Regions from separate parts of the Mus musculus genome. Here regions 1 and 2 are each linked to region 3. Evidence: chromatin contacts called from public Hi-C data. All regions are on one chromosome and are shown on one strand. Each heading gives the region's core, a stretch centred on a gene start, on an enhancer-like site or on the middle of the called end of the contact. The rest is flanking DNA. Distances are from core to core; before and after follow the strand shown. Region 1 has its middle 21 kb from the start of A730043L09Rik. Region 2 holds the start of A730043L09Rik (RIKEN cDNA A730043L09 gene). Region 3 has its middle 13 kb from the start of Gm35227.

Region 1 (3,992 bases), core at 1,327-3,826, 69 kb before region 3:
TATCATGTAGAAGAAGGCAAATTGATCCATTCTTATCTCCTTGTACAAAGCTCAAGTCTAAGTGGATCAAAGACCTCCACATAAAACCAGAGACACTGAAATTTATAGATAAGAAAGTGGGGAAAAGTCTCGAAGATATGGGCACAGGGGAAAAATTCCTAAACAGGACAGCAATGGCTTGTACTGCAAGATCAAGAATTTTTTGACAAATGGGACCTCATAAAATTGCAAAGCGTCTGTAAGGCAAAAGACACTGTCAATAAGACAAAAAGGCCACCAACAGATTGGGAAAGGATTTTTACCAATCCTACATCTGATAGGGGACTAATATCTAATATATACAAAGAGTTCAAGAAGCTGGACTCCAGAAATTCAAATAACCCCATTAAAAATGGGGTAATAGCTAAACAAAGAATTCTCAACTGAGAAATACCGAATGGCTGAGAAGCACCTGAAAAACTGTTCAACATCCTTAATCATCAGGGAAATGCAAATCAACAACCCTGAGATTCCACCTTACACCAGTCAGAATGGCTAAGATAAAAAATTCAGGTGACAGCAGATGCTGGCGAGGATGTGGAGAAAGAGGAACACTTCTCCATTGCTGGTGGGATTGCAAGCTTATACAACCACTCTGGAAATCAGTCTGGAGGTTTCTCAGAAAATTGGACATAGTACTACCGGAAGATCCAGCAATACCTCTCCTGGGCATACACCCAGAAGATGTTCCAACTGGTAATAAGGACACATGCTCCACTATGTTCATAGCAGCCCTATTTATAATAGCCTGAAGCTGGAAAAAACCCAGATGTCCCTCAACAGAGGAATGGATACAGAAAATGTGATACATTTACACAATGGAGTACTACTCAGCTATTAAAAACAATGAATTTATGAATTTCTTGGGCAAATGGAGGTATCCGGAGGATATCATCCTGAGTGAGGTAACCCAATCACAAAAGAAGTCACTAGATATGCACTCACTGATAAGTGATATTAGCCCAGAAACTTAGAATACCCAAGATACAACTTGCAAAACACAAGAAAATCAAGAAGGAGGATCAACGGGTGGATACTTCATTCCTCCTTAGAATAGGGAACAAAATACCCATGAAAGGAGTTACAGAGACAAAGTTTGGAGCTATGATGAAAGGATGGACTATCCAGAGACTACTCCACCCGGGGATCCATCCCATAATCAGCCACCAAACCCAGACACTATTGCATATGTCAGCAAGATTTTGCTGAAAGGACCCTGATATAGCTGTTTTGAGTGAGGCTATGCCAGTGCCTGGCAAATATAGAAGTGGATGCTCACAGTCATCTATAGGATGGAACACAGGGCCCCCAATGGAGGAGTTAGAGAAAGTACCCAAGGAGCTGAAGGGATCTGTAACCCTATAGGTAGAACAACAAGATGAACTAACCAGTACCCCCAGAGCTCATGTCTCTAGCTGCATATGTAGCAGAAGATGGCCTAGTCGACCATCACTGGGACGAGAGGCCCCTAGGTTTTGCAAACTTTATAATGCCCCAGTACAGGGGAACGGCAGGGCCAAGAATTGGGAGTGGGTGGGTAGGGGAGCATGGCAGGGGAGGGAATAGGGAACTTGCATTTGAAATGTATATAAAGAAAATATCTAATAAAATAAAATTAAAAAAATAAAAGAAAATAATAATAAAAAAGATATCATCTCTGCTGATCCTGGTTTCTATAGCATTTTGAAGGTGAAGAGACTCCAGTGTTAAGTTAGTAACTGGCTAATGTAGTAGAGCAGTGGAGTTCATCTAACCCTAAATAATGTTTACAAAATGACTAAAGTGCTTAGTCTACAGAGACTGAGGTCCTGGGCTGCGGCTGCAGAGGAGGATGGAGGGCTTGCTTAGCATGCACAAAGCCCTGGGACCCATCCACAGCACTGCATCAACTGACCTAGTGTGGTGGTACATCTATAATCCTAGTACCTCAAGAGTGGGTGACAAAGGCAGGAAGATCAGAAGTTTAAGGTCACCCCAATTACATAGCCAGTTGGAGAACAGCCTGGACTATAGGAGAACCTGCTTCAAAAAAGAACCACAGCAAAAAACTGTGATACCCAAAGGTGAAATTCCTGGCAGGGTATCTTAGCAATGACCTCAATTCCTCAATAGAAACTCTAAAAACTCGGAAGGCATGGAATGATGTATTTCAAATTCAGAAATACAAAGACTACCAGCCCAGATTACTTTGTCAAGCAAAGGCACCCTTCATAAATAAAGGGGGAAAAAACCTTCCCATGATGAACAGAAAGTAAAAGAATCCACTTAGACAATGCTATGGAAGATACGTGAAGGAGCTTGACATATAGAACATATAGAAACATCTATGAGGTCACAGTAAAGCACAAGCTGCCTTAGAGCACTAAATAAGAAAATAGCAAACATAAAACCATCAAAGACGGTTCAACACACACAAATCAATAAATGTGTGCATTGAACTTTGGCCTCTAACGTTCTCCTTGGCTTAAAGAATGCAGCCACACCGACTGCGTTTGGTGGGTGTGACTGATTGACTTTCAGTGAACAGGAGGCCCAGCGGGAGGGCTGCTCAGGAGGGCTTGTTCCTTCCACCGCATGCCGCTCCTTGCTGGCGTCTCACACCACAGTCGTCTGGTTTTGAGCAATCTGTTCCTGGAAAGCAGAGGGAAGGAACAGATTGACTCATAGCCTGTGTGTGGCCAAGCGATTTATTTTTAATGTGACTAAACAAGACACACACCTGCCTATGGAAACACAGTCACATTGATGCATTGATGCATCGGGGACTCAGATGGCCATTCAGGCAAGGAAAAGACTGAGGAGGCAGAAAAGAAGTGGGCTAAAGAGAGAGGAGGAATGGGAGAACAGACAAAGAAAGAAGAGAACAGAAGAGAGGAGGGAGGAAGGGGAGGTGGGGGAGGGAGAGAAGAGAAGAGGGGAGGAGAAGAGAGAGAAGATATAGTCTGGGCTAGCTCCTAACAGATGAGTAGCATCGCAAGTGCCCCATATGCCCTTGACTTACCCTTACTGGTACTTAAAATCTCATACTTAGACTGCCTCACCTGTGACTTCACCACAGGCAGCACGCCCCACCCACACAGTGCCAAAGCAGTGGGAGATGCAGATCACTAGACTCCACCCACCATATACACCTCAGCAGGAAAGTACTTGGGAAATAGTTTATGAAGTTGTTTTTCTTTCCTTTTCTTTTCTCTTCTTTTCTTTTTCCTTTAGAGGCATGGAAGCATAAAAGCAAAGTTGATGAGAGCCACTAGCAGCAGGGAAAGGCACAGAGGCACTGTGAAGATAGCTTATTGCTAAGAGCTTGCTTTAGCATGAGGACCTGAATTTAATCCCCAGCAACCAGATGAAAAGGTCAGCCAAGCCGGCACATGCTGATGATGCCAGCAGTGGGAGGCCGGCACAGGTAAAATCCTGAGGTCAGCCAGCCTAGCCTACTTGGAGAAAATCTGTCTCAAACAAACAAACAAACAAACCAAAATCAGCCAACCAACCAAACCAAACCAACCCAACCCAAAACCCTCAAGGTGAATGGCTTCTGAGGATATACCACACACACACACACACACACACACACACACACACACACACACACACACATTCAGGCAGAGAGAAATATACATGCTTTTGACACTCTTCTTCACAATTTTCCTGTTACCACCCGCATCTAAGTATGTGGCACAGGCCATGTGGGTACCACTGTTAACACACAGACCTGGAGTCACATTATAGAGTTGCCGTTCTACAGAGAGGGGATGGATTTCCAGGGGTGTGTACTCTCAACCCTATTTCAGTCAGGTCTCTCAAAGATCTACTGCCCCAGCACAATGTCTGGCATGTAATAAACCCCAGTTGACATACGAAATGGCTGGGAGGAGACATGAGTGTACATGGTCTCACTCCAACCTGCTCCGAAATATTCCACCCACTTCTCTCCAGAGCAGCCTAGGAAA
Region 2 (4,627 bases), core at 562-3,061, 91 kb before region 3:
CCCTGCTAAAAACGAGAAGAAGGACTCTATCTATCATGGGCCTTGGTAGGGGTAGTCTTACTGGAATGAGGTAAAGCCCTGCAGCCTGCAGGGGGCAGTGAGGCTGAGTCCAAGGTTGCAACAAGAAATACAGAAATACGGGCCAAGCAGCCAAGCTGTGATACTAATTTTATAGCCAAAGTTCAGACAGCTCTGTGATGTGCATCTATGATGTTTTCCTCCTCTGTGTGTGCACGTGTGTCTGTCTGTCTGTCTATCTTGGTCCCTTGCCCTCCTTTTACCCATGCCTCATTGATCTTCTGAGAAGCGAGATGCAGACAATACCTTTCTGCATCCAGTCATCTGGTTTACATACCTAAGAATCCAGCCACCTGGGACGTAGCCACCCTGACAACCTCTCCTCGTCAGTCTTTTCCACTGGGACCGAGGCTAATCACATGCCCTGGTTGTTCCAGTGAAGGTGGTTGGAAAAGAGGGGCTCACTCGCACGAAGCTTCGCCTGTTGGAGCTGGGGCCAGGCCTGGTGCTAGGGCCTTCCCCACAGTCTCCAGTAATCGAAGGTGGGACAGTGGGTAAAAGCACTTGCCACATGTGTATGAGGTTCCAAATTTGGACCCCCTAGAGCCCACACAAAGGCAGACATGATAGCACATGTCTGTAATCCCAGTTGCCTTAGGGCAAGACAAGAGATGGAGTCAGGAGACTCCCCGAAAGCTGCAGGTGCACTCTGCTCTTGGACTGAATATTCAGTTTGAGCCTCTGCTTCAGGTTCCCCCCTATGGGAATTTTCTCCCCTGCTGTGATGGGCTGGACCTCAAACTGGGAGTCAGAATAAACCCATCCTTCTTCAAGTTGTCTTTGCCAGGGTCTTTTCTATCAACGAACTGGAAAACAACCATCTAGTTATGCGCCTGTTGCTGTAATAAAGCACTTTGGGAGGGAAAGGGTTTATTTCATCTTACAGTTCTACATTGTAGTGTGTCAGTCACCAAAGGAAGTCAGGGCAGGGACAAGAGGCAGGGACTGAAGCACAGCCTGTGGAGGAGGGCTGCTTTCTGGCTTGCTCCCCACAGCCTGCTCAGCCCATTATTTTTAATACAATCCAGGACCTCTAGCCCAGGGGCGGCATAACCCACAGAGGGCTGGGTCCTCCCACATTAATCATTAATCAAGAAAATGCCCCATAGGATTATGTATAGGCTAATATCACAGGGCACTTTGCTAGTGCAAGTCTCTCTTCCCAGATGAATGAAGTCTGTGTCAAGTTGACATACAACTAACCCGGAAAGGAGCTAAGACACTGGTCATAGGTGAAAGAACTTGGTCGGAAGAATTGAGTGTCCTTCTGTCCCCCATGACTAATCGAAAGTGCCCTTTGCTTTCTCTATAGGCAGACTCCAGTTGTCCACAAGAGGGCGCTGTAGAACCAGGGAATCTCCGGAGGCTTCACTTCACTTCACCCGGAGGCAGGATCGTTCCTAAAGGGTTTAAATGGAATGAAAGAGGGCCTGGAGGACGCACCCTGTTACAGACTCTCTGCTTCAGGCAGCACCTCCAGGCTCAGTCTCTGACCATCTGTGGGTATCTGTCCTTCTTCTCTGTAAGCTGTGAACTTCCCAGGGTCTGACCTGTGGTGCCGGAGACCTAGCACGCGTGAGGTGGACAGGCCTAAGCTGGCTGAGAGTGTCACTGGAGCACGGGAGTACTGAAACGTACGAGCTCTGGAAAGGAGTGCAGCACATCAAGTTGTCAGCTGGGATCTGGAGACCAGGAGTGCAAACACAGCGGGCGGAGTGACGCTGCCAGAGCCATTCTGCTCTGAGAGACAGCAGGCATTAGCAAAACCAACCGTTAGGTGCACAAGTGCCGTTTGTTAATGCGCTGGGAGCCAGAGGACACTGATGGGAGGAGAGGTCACACAAGCTTTACTGAGAAGTGTCACTAGCCTGGCAGACAAGACTGAAAAGGTGGGGGGCGGTGTTAGGGACAGCAGCAGAGATTGTCCCTGTGCAAACACCTGGTCAGCAGTCGGGTCACTGGACTGACATAGTTTCTGCTGTGCTGTGCTTGGAGATGTGCCTCTCTGAGCCATCACTTTACCATCCACAGAGTGAACAAATCGATGTGTGTCGGGTGCAGACGTCGAAGCCCACGCCTGTAATCCAGCACGTGTGGATATGAAGGCAGAAGAATCAGAAATGGAAGGCCAGTCTCAGCGCCGTGGTGAGTTCAAGGTCAGAGTGGGCTACATGAGATCCTTCCTCAAAAAAAAAAAAAAAATTGATGTTTTTGTGGCAAAAGGTATATTTTTTTAAAAAAAGAAACCCCAATAGAACATTATGTTTAAAAAAGACTATCTGACATGCCTGTTCACGTGACAGAAAAATAAATGACGGGCCAGAGAGATGGCTCAGCAGATGAAGGTACTCGCCACCAACACTGACGACCAGAGTGCCACTCCAGGACCCAGATGGTGGAAAGAGAGAACCAGCTGCTTAGGACTGTTCTCTGACCTCCACATGCCCTCCCCCCTTTCCCTTTTCTCCGTCCCCCTCTTTCCCACTCCTACATGATTCTCTCACCCATGGGGGGGGGGCCCAGCCCGGTGACCATACCCTACTCAGGGTTTCCTTCTCCCGTGGCCCCCAATCACAGGGATGCAGTGAGCATCCAACAGTCTGGCTCCAGTTCAGATATTAAAGCGCCATCTTTAGGAACTGTCCCAGGTAGCTGCCAAGGGTACCCTATCTCCCCACCCTCTGCTTTCACCTGAGCTCCTTATCCTGGGCACATGCTGGAGACATGCTCAGCAGTCATGAGCACGGCTGTTCTTCCAGAGGACCAGGGTTTGGTTCTTGGTACCCATAGCTGGTGGTTCACAAAGCCTGTGACTCCAGTTCCAGGGGATCCTATGGTCTCTCCTGGCCTCTGTGGGCAGCACCACACACACTCTTGTTACACACATTGTGGTGGTTTGAATGAAAATGGCTCCCATAGGCTCAGAGGGAGTGCCACTGTTAGGAGATGTAGCCTTATTAAAGTAGATATGGCCTTGCTGGAGGAAGTGTGTCACTGGGGGTGGGCTTTGAGGTTTCAGATGCTCAAGCCAGGCTCAGTCACACTCTCTCTTCCTGCTGCCTGTGGATCCAGGTGTAGAACTCTCAGCTACTTCTCCAGTGCGTCTGCCTATATGCCTCTGTGCTTCCCACCATGGTGACAATGGACAAAACCTCTGAGCTATAAGCCAGCTTCCTTTATAAGTGTTGCCATGGTCATAGTGTCTCTTCGAAGCAATGGAAGCCCCATATAAGACACACATAAATAAAAAATAAAACCTTAAGACTTTAGCCAGGAGTTACTCATGATGATATTTTAAATCCATATACTTATGCATGGCTTATGTAATATTTTTTAAATAAACAAATGTAGAGATGGTAATGTCACCTGAGATCTCCAATACTGGATGGGGGGAGATAGCTCAATAGGTAACGCCACTGCTGTACAACCATGAGTACCTGAGGAAAAATAGCTGTGTATGGTGGGGTGCACCTGTCCCCCCACTGCACTGGGGACCCCGGGAGGTTATTGACCAATAACCTGAACTATCTCCAGATTCAATGAGGGACCCTGACACCAAACATAAGGAGGAGAGTGACAGAGAAAGGCATGTGACATCAGAACCTGGCCTCACTCGGCCACACATAGCTGCACATGCTACACACAGAGGTGGGAGATTTCAAGAGCTCAAGTGAGTGTATTTCAGGTAATGGCCAAGGGATGGGCCACCCAGTGTATAGGGGGAACACCAATGCCCAGACATGGGCATTATTCATTATTTTTAGTCCCAGGCTTAAGTGATCTAAGTATTAAAATGAGAAACAGCCTCATGGAAGTCTGAGGCTGGCCTGAAAAGCCTGCATAGATCATGAGCAGATATAAAGATAAAGTTGTGGACACAGGGACCAAGCTTAGCACAAGCCCAAACGGGAGTCCAGACACCTGGGGCATGGTCTGTGCCAAACAAGTACATCGCCAGTCTTTTTATGGCTCATCTTTATAGTGATCTTGCTCTCCTTTAAAAATAAGGTTAATTTCAACAAGGTGTTTATTTTATGATGGAATCCATTCTGTAAGGAGGAAGGGGCAAGCTCCACGTCAGGGGGTGGTGGGATGGAGACCTGCCTCTCAAGGGAAGCTTCCAGACGTCCAACTCTCACCATCCAGCTTGGCAAAGGAAAAAGCTGCAAAAAAAAAAAAAAAAAAAAAAAAAAAAAATCCAAATTTGCCTAGATCTGAGTTTTAACACACAGATAAATTTTTCTAAACACCCTCAAAGGCCATTCAAGGGAAATAAATGGCTTTTCCTCCCTCCAGTGACACACAGTTACCTCCACTCCTGGGTGACTCCTGGGGAGAGGTGAACAATGTCTAGACAGCTCAGAGAGAGCACCACGAACAGACCAAAGACACTCTCCCACTGGGATATGACTCAGTGGACCAGGGAGTCTGTGGGGTTACTCGTGGGAGCACAGTGACTCTAAAGCAGCTACAGCATAGAGAAGCCCACCCAAGCGCCAGTGAGGTCTCCGCAAAGCTGCATACCTATAGTTCCCTTCTGGACTTGCAG
Region 3 (4,511 bases), core at 1,364-3,863:
GGAGGACAGGAAAGGACAGAACCTTTATAGCACAAGTCCATTTATTAAGCAAACGACCTTTCCCTCTTCCTCTGCTATGCTCTCGAAAGGCCTCTGCTGAGCAGTATCGATTGGAGAGCTGGCCACAGTCCCTGCCTGGCAGAATCCATCAAGGCAATACCTGCTTTCAAAGAAGATGGCTCTCTGGTGCTGATGGATCAGGATCCAGCTGGTTCCTTACAAGGCAGTTTGGATTGTCACATGCCCCATGGAAAGGGATCTGCAGGCTGCTTTTTCTTTGATCTTATTCAGGAGGCTGAGCCTAAAAGCTTTTGAGGGGGAAAAAGCTCAAGATCACCTAAGCTACGTAGTAGATTATAGGTTAGCCTGGTCTACAAGCAAGACCCCCATCCTCACCCGCCCACCTCAAAAAGCAGGCAACGAATTAAAAAGATTAAAAATAATAAGAGAGCTAGGAAGATGGTTCCGTGGGGGAAAACATTTGCTAGGCAAACACAAGAACCTGACTCTGACTTCCCAGAACCCACACAGAGCTGAACATGCGAGCTTGCATTTGTAATCCCAGAGCTCCTACGCTGGGAAGGGAAGCTAACCAGGAAGCTGAGACTGGATATTTCCCAGAAACTCTCAGCCGGCTAGCTCCTCAGCCTCACTGACAAACTTGTAAGAGGCCCTGTATCAAATAAGGGGGAAGGCTCTTCATATGTGACTTGGCACATGTGTGCCCATACACAAACACACCACACACAGGCAGGCAGGCAGACAGACAGACAGACAGACACACACACACCATGTATACCACAACATGCATACATACTCGAAAATAAAAGAAGCTGGGATGAGAGCTTTGGGACTTTACTTTTGCTTCCTCTTAGATGCTTCTGCACTAGGACCAAGCTCACTGTTCTGGGGACAGCCCTGGAATCCTGACCAGGCCCACTATTCTGCAGATGGCCCTGAAATCCTACCCTGACCTCATGGGGTGAACTGTAGATCAGCCAGCCAGCCAATCAGTTGACGAACGGGCCTGTATTGAGTACTTGAGTTGTTCTGAGGAAGTGCTCGAATGCTGCCCTCGAGGTTGTTTCGAGGGAGAAAATGTCATTGTGCATTTAAAAAGAGCCACTCTTGACAGCAGACCATGGCTTTAAACAGCAAAGGAAAGTGGAACAGAACATCGGAGGTTTAGGTGACTACCCTTATTAGGAAAGAACTGGCCAGGTGATAGCCCGAGCAAAGCCACTTAGCCATAGAACTGAGCTATCAAGGCAGTAGCCTGGTCCAAGAGCCACATCTGCCATGAGCACAGGCAGCCAGCATACAAAGAAGACACCTAGAGCTGTGACTTGCTGCTTAGGCTTACAAGCGTCCCCTGTGAATTGCTAGTGCTCCAGCCCACTTGGGAAGTTGGTGTGTTTGCAAGGTCTTCCTGGCTGCCTGCCTACTCTGTCCCTATTGGGATGATAGCACAAAGGAATTGTTTTGCTTCTGAGCTGGTGGTCTCCAGGAAGTTTTATGTGTGTATATAGTTAGCCACAGGGCATCGATTCTTTCTTGGCTAATACAAAGGCAGACAGTTTTATGCTGAGCTGATCAGTGACCAGTCCGAGACTGCTTTTCATCCATACATGAGAAATCAATTAGTCATTCTGCACCCACAGAGGGGAGGAACAGGAGAGTGACCCCAAGCAATTCCCAGGAGACGCTTGTAAGCCTAAGCAGCAAGTGAGGGAGTCACGGATCTCACTTCTGGGGAAGGCTTATGCAGTGTAGACACTCAACCTGCAAAACAACCCTTGTGGGTTACTGTTATTATCACCACATTCTATGTTATGATACATCCCCTGTCTTCTTTAGGGAAGATACACAATTTCTGGGGCTGGGGAGATGGCTCACTTGGGGAAGTGTTTGCATGAGTAAACACGTGTAAATGTGAGGACCCGATTTTGATCCCCAGAGCCTATATTAAAAGCCAGGCACAGTAGCATACATTTGTGATCCCAGTGCTGGAGAGGCAGAGACAGGAGGACCTTGGGGTCTGCTGGCCAATTAATCTAGCTATATCAGAAAGCTCCAGGTTTACTAAGAGTCCCTGTCGCAATATATAGGGTGGAAAGTGATCAGAGGGGATACATGACTTGACTTCTGGCCCCCACACGCATATGCATCTCTATCTCTATCTCTATCTCTATCTCTATCTCTATCTCTATCTCTATCTCTATCTCCATTGTCCTGTTTCTCTTTTGCTGCTCAAGGGCATGGGATGAGGCTCAGGCTCCTCATCTGTAAAATAGGAGCTGGGATTGAGGAACGGAGAAGGCTTTCTTCAGTCTCTTGGATTTGGTGATTCCTCTCATGGCCTTGACCTTGGCTTCTAGGGCCTAAGCTGGCTGCTCAGATCTTGTTCTCTCATTAGTCCTTATGTTAGCAGGCACTAGCTCAAAGACTACCCAACGCTGGGCTCTCCCACCCTGCCTCAGGGCCATCTTGAGCATCTGCCATCACTTCCTGCTTCTTGGCATGCACCGGGCACAAGGGGTGCCACCCTGTGGTGCCCGGCCAAAAGGCCAGAGCAGGGCAGATGGCAAACAGAGCTGTCACTCGCCACCCTCGTGTTGGCTGAAGTCTTGCTGGGCTGGCATCCACCCTGCCACTCAGTTCTGCCAAATGGCCTTTACAGACGGAGCCCTGACAAGAGAATATAGTTTCTGTTTCTCATGGCTTTTGATCTTCCAGCTGGATGAGGACGCCCAGCTCCTTCTCTGCTTCTAATGTTCTTGGGTATTGATTGCATCAGACACATGAGAGGCTTGATGGTATTCTACCCTGCTCCCGCTGGTCAGGAGGGCTGGATCCACAGTGGAGTCTAAGTCCAGGGCCAGGAGAGATTTAGCATGGCCACAGGGTATTGCGGGAATGTCGGGCTAGAGTCTGGATCTTTATCTTTTCCTGCTCATCTCTCTCAGAGATCATTCCGCAATAGAGGTGGGAATAAATGATCTCTGGGGGAAGTCCCACCTGCTGCCTCTGTCTCTGTCTGTCTATCTGTGTGTGTGTGTCTGTGTTTCTCTCTGTCTGTCTGTCTCTTTCTCTCTCTGTATGTCTGCCTCTCTGTATGTCTCTGTCTGTCTCTGTCTCTCTCTTTTCCTCTCTGCCTATCTATCTCTCTGTCTCTATCTCTGTCTCTTTCTGCCTGTGTCTCTCTGTCTGTCTCTCTCTTTCTCTGTCTGTCTGTCTTTCTTGTCTGTCTATCTCTATCTCTGTCTCTCTCTTTCTCTCTCTCTGCCTGTGTCTCTCTGTCTATCTCTGTCTCTCTGTCTCTCTCTGTGTGTGTTTGTGTGTATGTGTAGGTTAGAGGCCAACTTCAGTTGTCATTCTCAGGTGCCATCTGCCTTGTCTTTTGAACCAAGGGTCTCCTAGTGGCTCAGGGCTTGCTGCCCAGGCTGGGCTAGTGGAGTACCAAGCTCCAGGGAGCCACCCGTCTCCACTTCCCTGGCACTGGGTTTACAAGCACACACCACTATGCTTGATTTTTTTTTTTTTTTAATATATGGGTTCTGGGGAACTGAACTCAGGTCCTTCTCCTCATGCTTACGTGGCAAGCCCTTTACTAAGTTAGCTCCCCAGCCTTAAACAAAACTTTATTAGTACATGGCCATGCTTGCTGGTTGAAGCTGCACAATAAAGATGAATTGTTGCAACAGAGGCCACATGTGGCCTCCAAGACCTAAAATGTTTGGTATCTGGCCCTTTGGAGCAGAAGCCAGGCAAGACCTGCTCCCCATATCTCTTCGCTCAGTCACAGGGGTTATAGACATGCCTGCTGCTTTCTGTTTAGTTACAGCTGTTTAATAATACAGACCTTATAGGGTCAGGAGTGAGTCAGACCTCAGAAGTGTTGGGCCTGTGGTTTCCTTTACCTTGCATGCATGGCTAGAATGGCATGTGTCACCCTGGTGGGTCTGGGGCAGCATCCCACAATCAAATACATTTCTTTGTTTTAAAATCTATTTTTTTTTAGATTTCTTTTTTATTTTATATGTATGTCACATGTGGGTGCTGGGACCTGAACTCAAGTCCCTGCAAGAGCAGTGTGCGCTCTTAATTACTGAGCTATTCCTAAGCCTCACAGGATTTTTTTTCCTAGAGTGAGAGAAATGCTCCTACTTTATAAATAAAACCACGAGCAGATTCCCATAAATTTAGGCCAGTTTCTATGACAAAATGTATACATGTTGCATGAAAGGTGGTTTCCAAACGAGTTACATAGGCCACTTTGGAGACCTTAAGAACTTTAGACTAGAAGGCCATTTGGAATGGTCCTGTACGTTAGATGAGGAAGCAGAGGCTGGGAAGGTTCATGCTGAGGTTCTCTAGTTGGTAAAGAATGCGCTTAGACCCTCACTGAAACCTGATTTGCCTCTGAATTTATTTCCCAGCCCCCTAGAAGGCCCAAGTTTCATTCTATCCGCTCCCATGTCACCTTGCACAAAACTTCCCTGGGAAGGAAA

Evidence for each region. A called contact is a pair of places that touch in the nucleus more often than the background predicts.
Region 1: a Hi-C map of cerebellum shows a contact between it and region 3, with 1.8 times the contacts expected there. The contact joins two enhancer-like sites. A contact is called at or near these places in 10 of 484 Hi-C or Micro-C datasets (Th1 cells, bone marrow-derived macrophages, cerebellum and 6 more), 2 of 115 datasets of contacts at active chromatin or transcription factors (embryonic stem cells and intestinal villus epithelium) and 1 of 9 other capture datasets (embryonic stem cells).
Region 2: a Hi-C map of the N1E-115 cell line shows a contact between it and region 3, with 9 times the contacts expected there. The contact joins the promoter of A730043L09Rik here to the enhancer-like site in region 3. A contact is called at or near these places in 6 of 39 promoter capture datasets (cranial neural crest, embryonic stem cells, epiblast stem cells and 2 more), 1 of 15 datasets of contacts at CTCF or cohesin (embryonic stem cells), 20 of 484 Hi-C or Micro-C datasets (the G1E-ER4 cell line, the N1E-115 cell line, Th1 cells and 10 more), 3 of 115 datasets of contacts at active chromatin or transcription factors (differentiating embryonic stem cells, embryonic stem cells and intestinal villus epithelium) and 1 of 9 other capture datasets (embryonic stem cells).

Annotation. Positions count from the first base shown.
Region 1 is chr9:62,221,340-62,225,331 of GRCm38.p6, reverse strand. No RefSeq gene overlaps it. Among named protein-coding and RNA genes, the nearest start is that of A730043L09Rik, 21 kb to the left of the region's middle. Within about 2 kb of position 2,576, at least 35 of the 459 cell types and tissues checked have an H3K27ac peak or open chromatin away from gene starts, as enhancers often do. A contact at or near this core is called in cerebellum, where this site is marked.
Region 2 is chr9:62,241,284-62,245,910 of GRCm38.p6, reverse strand. It overlaps A730043L09Rik (RIKEN cDNA A730043L09 gene), which reads left to right and starts at 1,811. Exons shown (of 3, transcript NR_040769.1): 1 at 1,811-1,967; 2 at 2,110-2,223; 3 at 2,382-3,315.
Region 3 is chr9:62,151,638-62,156,148 of GRCm38.p6, reverse strand. No RefSeq gene overlaps it. Among named protein-coding and RNA genes, the nearest start is that of Gm35227, 13 kb to the left of the region's middle. Within about 2 kb of position 2,613, at least 22 of the 459 cell types and tissues checked have an H3K27ac peak or open chromatin away from gene starts, as enhancers often do. A contact at or near this core is called in the N1E-115 cell line, cerebellar granule neurons, cerebellum and 2 more, where this site is marked.